Linked DNA regions of Danio rerio: region 2 is linked to region 1. The links are chromatin contacts, called in public HiCAR-type maps. All regions are on one chromosome and are shown on one strand. The core of a region is the stretch at or near the end of the contact, and the rest is flanking DNA. Distances in the headings are between cores, read along the strand shown. Region 1 holds the start of parp12a (poly (ADP-ribose) polymerase family, member 12a). Region 2 holds the start of srgap1a (SLIT-ROBO Rho GTPase activating protein 1a).

Region 1 (3,625 bases), core at 778-3,277:
ACTTTGGTCAACCTTGGTTGTAGTAAAATGCTTTATAAATAAAAGTTAATTGATTGATGTGATTTATGTGGGTTTCCTCTGGGTGCTTCAGTTTCCCCCACAAGTCCAAAGACATGTGGTATAGGTGAATTGGGTAAGCTAAATTGTCAGTAGTGTATGTGTTTCAATGAGTGTGTATGGATGTTTCCCAGTGATGGATTGCAGCCGGAAGGGCAGCCGCTGCTAAATCATATGCTGGATAAGTTGGCGGTTCATTCCGCTGTGGCAACCCCAGACTAAGCTGAAAAGAAAATTAATTAATTAAATCTATATATTTGGTTCACTTAGGCAGATTACGGAACATAAACAAAAAAAATTGACCCCCCCCAACCCCCCCCAAACATCAATGTATAATCCGCAATCTGCGTTTAGGTGAAATATTAATGTTTATACATTACAAGTAAGTTTCAAAATGTTGTTCACAGTCTGCTGTGACTTTAGCAAACCTGTTTTATAGATATTGACCTCTGGAAGTAAAGAAGGGTCATTTTGAAGCAGAAGCTGAAACAGTTCTTCACTTGTAAGCTCAAGGAGATCGTTTTTCTTCAGCAGGTCAGAATTATGTGCGGATTTCAAGTCATGGGAATTCTTGCATTTTCCCCTAAAAAATGACAAATATGGAGAATTACAATTAATTGCTGTGTATGAGAGAATCTACCATAAACATCATATAAAAATGAATCTGTGCCAAAGATGACAAGCAAAAAGTAACACTATCATACATTATATAGAAGACACCCACTAAAATGTAATTCTGGGTAATAATATTTTAGATACACAAATAATCTTGTCTGGCATTTTAAAAAGTGTTTTTAATGTATGTATAAATCATGTTAACTGCAAGATAAGTGTATATTTCAATGTTTAAACTTTGCATTTAAACTAAAGGTTAAAAGGAAACACTTTATTTTGATGGTCTATTTGAGTATAAGTAGACTGTATGCTTAATATCTGTTGATACTGCTCCTACAACAGACATTTAACTGACTATAAGAAACTTTGCAAGTACATGTCAACTTACACTAACCCCAATTTAACAGTCTACTTATAATCTAATGAGAATTAGTTGGCATGTAGATGTAACTTAAATTCAACAAACAGACCATCAAATAAAGTGTGACCAAAAAATATGAGGTAAATAATGTTAGATTGTCTTCCACTTTGTTCGCTGAATAAATGTGCCATCAAATAATCTTTGCTCTAAATATTACTGGCGTTATGTTAGATAAAAATCTATTTTAAAACGAATCGTCCGAATCTTCATGTAAATCAGGTAAAACAAGGTAAAATGTAGGCTAGCCATAATTTTTGCAACTGTAACGGAAAAATGTAAAGCTGTTATTATTTTGGGTCTTAAAAAATACCTCTTTTAACTCAATTAGTAGACTAGTTAACTGCTATACTAGTATCGGAAATCTACTAACAGTCGTTACTGGATTGATTGCCACCAGATAAACAAGGCCTACCACAAACCTTACCACAAGCGACAAAAAGAACTTACAATATCTCTACTTCAATTTTAATGACAATTTCCCAAATTACTTTGAATAACATATTTTAAAACGTACTTACTCGAATCTGCAGCTCCCGCACACAAAGTACCTGCACAGGTGTAAATCTTCACACCCGGAGCATTTGTCGTGTTTACACACTCGCAGTGAGGTTTTGGCCAGGATGAGGCTGTCGGCAGCTGGTATGGAGCTTCTGGGATTCGGGTTTTCATCATTATGAACTATAACAAATTTCTGACTATCATCGAGCACCATAGACAAAACCTGATCCGCCACCGTGAAACTCTTCCGCAGATTAATCTCCACTTTACCATAGTCCGAACTGCCTTCTTGTTTGCAAACGAAGTTATATATGTGTCTAGAAACGATATTCATTTTCGTCGATGCCGTCAACGACAGTAAGTAGATTTCACTGTTTCTTGGGTTTGGTCGATGGTTTGAGTCATTTGAAAGGAAACGAAAGCGAAACCGATGCTAGTCTTTGGCGCCCTCTCCTGACAGCCGGATAGTTTATTTATTTAGCCGACTCACTGTTGGAGAGCACTGTTGACTCTTTTTAATTGCAACACCATACAATTGCAATGAAACTACTGAAGAATAAGTATAATACAACAATGCAAATATTAGGCTACTCTTTGCACAAAAAGAGAATGACAAATTTTAAGAAGTATTACAATGGTAAGACAAAGAGAAAGTGAGAAAGAAAAAATATAATAAAAAGGTAAAATAAAAATATATAAAAATAAAAAAGGAGATAGAGGGCAAATGAAAAATAGCACAAATTAATGCAGATTATTAAATAAAGCACATGTTTCAGACGTTTTAATTTCTTTCTTGTTATGAGACTCTGAAATGGTATTCAAGTAGCCTACAGATTCAATTTTTGCTTTAAAATACAACATTTTGTTTATATTTAGTATATTTACACTTACGTATAAAACCCTTTCCATTAAATAATATTAGGTTAATACAAATACTTGAATTAATTGTAAAATGTAAAACCCCAAAATACTATGTCAAAAGAAAAATCACCACAAACCTTTTGGACAATTAGTATTCATTCATTCGTTTTCTTTTTCAGTTTTGTCCCTTTATTAATCAGGGGTCGCCACAGCGGAATGAACCGCCAACTTATCCAGCACATGTTCTACGCAGGGGATGCCCTTTCAGCCAACACCTAAACTGGGAAGCACCCACAAACTCTTGCACACACTCACAAACACTACGGCCAATAGCTTATTCATTTCACCTGTACTGCATGTCTTTAAGGGAAACTGGAGCACCCGGAGGAAATTCTCGCCAACACGGGGAGAACATGCAAACTCCACACAGAAATGCCAACTGACTCAGCCGAGGCTTGAACCAATGATCTTCTTGGTGTGAGGCGATTGTGCTACACACTGTGCCACCATGCTGCATACAGTATTCATATCTGACCACATTTAACAAAGGGACATTCCCAAAATAAGTGAGCAACAGATTCAGAAGAAGTCTCACAAAAAGAGCAAGAGACGTTAATGTCATATTTGAATTTCTGTAAAAAATTGTTTAGCTGGATAAAAATACTTTTAAAAGATATTTCTTTAATTTTATTTGTTCAAAAAACTTCTGGGAGAGTGACCAAACATAAGACCATTTATTATCATTAAAAAGGTTGGAAGAAATGGAAAATGGATTTGAGATGACAGGATCTAAAAATTAAGACTTGATTTTATGATTGGATTTTTTTATTGGAGAAACTGTGACATACAGATATCAACTAATTATTACTATTTCTAAAAAGCATACACATCTCAGAAGAGATGCCCTTACAAACAATATTAAATTATTTTCTAGATATGGACAGAGTATATCAAAGTAAAATCAAAGTAAATAAATGATCACTGACGCACTGCTGACTTGTTCCAAACCAGTTTTAGTTTTCTTTTCTTCTGTTGAACACAATAGAAGACAGAATAGAATACACAATATATATTGAGTAATGTTGGAAAAAGGTAACTATTGACATCCATAGCAGGAAAAACAAATACAATGGAAGTCAATGGTGACAGGTTTACAACATTTTTCAGATTCTT
Region 2 (3,647 bases), core at 738-3,237, 190 kb after region 1:
TTAATGTTACAAAAACAACACAAACTTCATAAAGTCTTATTATCATTTTAGTGTCTAAAGATGAAGATATATATATAAAAACAAAGAATAATAAAATTAAAAAAAGAGTATAAAGTTTGCTTAAAGACAGTTTATCCAAAAACAAAAATTCTGACATTTACTCTTCCTTCACATTTTTCAAACAAGTTTCATGTTTTTTTTTTTGTATTTTTATTATTTATTTATTTATTTATTTATTTATTTATTTATTGCTGTTGTTCTGTTGAACACAAATTAAGATATTTTAAAAATTGTTATAAACCTATTGACATTCATGTTAAAAAAATACTATGAAAGTCAATGGTCGCAGGTTTCCAACATTCTTTAAATAAATCTTGTGTGTTTAACAGAGGAAAGAATCTCAAAATTATTTTGAACATGTGAACGGAGAGCTAATAATGGCAGGATTTTCATTTTTGGATGAACTATTCCTTTAACTTTCGTTATTATTTCTTAAACATACAGTGATCAGCAAAAATGAGCACACCCCATTTTGAAAATTAATATTTTTCTCTTTATCTCAGTGAATATAGGTAATATATTTCAGTGAATTTGATCAAAATAGATTTATTACATTGATATATTTATTAAAATAATATCTTAGTCACTGAATATCTTTAGAAATAGAAAGATAATGCAATAAAATTCATGCAAAATATTGGGGGGAAAAATTACAAACTACAAAATTTCAACAAAACTGTTTACATTTTTTGCATCTCTTGAATTTTGCATTTTTTTTTTTTTTGCTCTGTTTTTTCCCAAACATAAATTTGTGTGTACTCATTTTAGACCGCTATCATGCAATATTTTGTTAGATAAGCTCCAGATTTGGCTTCAGTACGGACTAATGTATATGCACAAATGTAATATTGCAAAGCTTCCTATAGATGATATTCACTTAAATGAGAGATTTGTAAATGGTGTACTCATATATGCTGAGCAATGTAGCTGCAATTTTACTTTTAAAATTATTAAAAGTCCAAGTGGCATAATCCTGATGCAAAAAGTCACTTTGTTGTCATAAGCATAACCATTTTATTTTCTGCAAAATGTAATGTTTTGTCAAGACTGCCTCTAAATATGTCAAAATTTGGAGTCAAAAATCTAGTTTAAAAAAAATAATCAAGTTTGTACTAGACATCATGCCACTTGACTTTTTAGAGACATTAGATCAACTTCTTATTTTTAGAAAAACAATTCAGGAAAGATTTCTAACAACTTGACAAACTAGATAAAAACCTGTTTTCCTCAAAATCTCAATCTTGTCACTGACACAAGAATCCACCGATCATGTCGTTTTTAAAACCAAAGTCTTCAAATTTTTTTCAGAGTCTGTGCATAAAAGCATCATCATCACGATGCAGAAGTGACCTGCTCAATGATTAAATACTGCATGAACCAATCCTTCAACTACTCCAGCAGTTAGCTCCTTACCTTTGACTTGAGTCTCGTACTCTACAATGATCTCTTTATCCTTTTTGAACTTCACAGGAGGATTCGACATTTTCAACATCGAATAGAGGAAAGATCAACAATTCAGTTATGAGAGTGTTTACAAACTGGCGTATTTGAGGAGGGGGGTCTCACTACAGCGGCCAGCGCATCCCAGAGAATCTTCTTCAAGTTGATCCGGGCAGAAAAATCCCCAAAAACCAAACGCAAATGAATCCCGGTTGTAATTCCGCCGTGAACGCGATCAAAACAGAGCGCGCACGGGAAGAGTTTCCTCCCAAACAAGTAACCCTTTCCTCGGGCAATCGTCCACGGCTAGTTCCAGCAAGAGGAAAATCCAACCCTAGGAGCTGCTTTTTAGTCACCCGCCGACGGATTCCGGCAGCATTATGGCATGTTACTCTGAACTGGCGTGATTTTCAGCAGCTTTTCCTCGCGTCTAGTCGCCGGACAGTTTCACGGTTCTGACTGACCTCAAAGCAGCTGGAAAAGCAAGTGGTTGGAAATGGGAGGGATTGGAGGTGGAGGGGCGCACGTAGCGGAAACGTGGACGGGATTGACAACTTTCCTAACCAGCTGTCCCTCAAAGTCATTTTCGAGGCGTCTTTACACGGCTAGCGATTCAAAAATAGAGCATTTGGGATTTTAGTGAACAAAAGCAAACTAGTTTAAAAACTTTAAGTAAAGTGTATTTATTTTGAGTTTGTTTTGAACGCTCCTAGTTCATTATAATCGAAAAACAAACTATATGACTTCATAATAAAGTTTTAAATTAAAAAGAGTGAATATTTTTAAGTTTTAAACTAGTTTAAGCAACTCATCTGTGTGTTGTGTAGGACGCCTGGTGGTCAGTATGTGGAGTTACATGAAAAATAAATCATTGCAATTATTTTTTTGGGTGGCACAGTGGCTAGCACTGTCGCCTCACTGTAAGAAGGTCGCTGGTTTGAGTCCAGGCTGAGTCACTTAGCATTTCTCTGTGGCGTTTGCATGTTCTTCCCGTGTTTGTTTCCTCTGGGTGCTCCGGATTCCCACTGTCCAAAGACATGTGCTATAGGCATGGGTGGACTTGGTGATTTGGGGGCCCTAAGCAATTCCAGGTATGCAGCCCTAGCATTGAAACTCAAAACACTCTCTTTCTCTGTAGATATATTTTCTCTATAGATGGTTTTACTTTGTAAATAAACTGCATGTTAAAAACATATTTTAAGTGGAACCTTAATGTAATATTAAATACAATGAATTTGCAAATAAATAAACAAGCTCACAAACCATGTACAGTTAATAAGCCATACTTGTGATTACATTTTAAAATTTGCATGTGCAGTAAGGGAAGAAACGTTCCACTGGTCATGAGGGCCCCATTTAAAAAAAAAAAAGACAATAATGTTGAAATCCTAATGGTTAGACAGATTTTACAACAAATGATTTGAGCAATTATAAAAGAGCTATAGGATGGTTAATATAGGCTTCTTGGCATTGGTCGAGGCCCCCTATTTCTCCGGGGCCCTAAGCAGCTGCTTACCTTGCTCATTGGTTAAGTCCGCCTCTGGCTATAGGTGAATTGCATAAACAAAATTGGTGTGAATGAGTAGAGATAGAATTACACTTAATGCATTTCTGACATTTTACCGCATTTTTAAAGGGAGCACAAATCCAAAAATGGTCTCTATATGTTCAATAAAAAAGAAATACATTTTGTCCATAAAGTTTATATTTGGTGTGTTTTGATGATATCAGGGTTTCTGCAGGTTTCATCAAGTCAGATTTAAGACTTTTTAAGACCTTTTGAGACCATTATGAATGAAATTTTAGACTTATACAGGGCTAAACACTAAGGATTTTTTGTAATGACCCGGTTGGGCCAATGGAATTTGAAAAAAAAAAACAAATGTAATTTTTTTTTAAATCACATAATATTGTATAACAGTACAAGAAAGTTGTATATACTTTTTTCACCATAATGTTTTTTTTAATATATATAAATTTAATATTCTTAAAATATTTATTGTAAAGAATAACATAATAATAATAAAATTATATATATATATATATATATATATATATATATATATATATATATATATATATATATATATATATATATATATATATATATATATATATATACATGTGTGTGTGTGTGTGTGTGTGTG

The links. HiCAR-type assays count read pairs that join an accessible place to other places.
Region 2: a HiCAR-type map of caudal fin shows a contact between it and region 1, with 6 times the contacts expected there. The contact joins the promoter of srgap1a here to the promoter of parp12a in region 1. A contact is called at or near these places in 4 of 18 Hi-C or Micro-C datasets (caudal fin, embryo and hematopoietic stem cells) and 3 of 4 datasets of contacts at active chromatin or transcription factors (caudal fin, embryo and pancreas).

What each region holds. Positions count from the first base shown.
Region 1 is chr18:14,196,559-14,200,183 of GRCz12tu, forward strand. It overlaps parp12a (poly (ADP-ribose) polymerase family, member 12a), which reads right to left and starts at 2,028. Exons shown (of 12, transcript NM_001082852.1): 1 at 1,612-2,028; 2 at 505-640. The coding sequence starts at 1,925. It also overlaps a transcript of tbxas1 not described here.
Region 2 is chr18:14,381,652-14,385,298 of GRCz12tu, forward strand. srgap1a (SLIT-ROBO Rho GTPase activating protein 1a) reads right to left here and starts at 1,988. Exons shown (of 22, transcript XM_073929905.1): 1 at 1,474-1,988. The coding sequence starts at 1,552.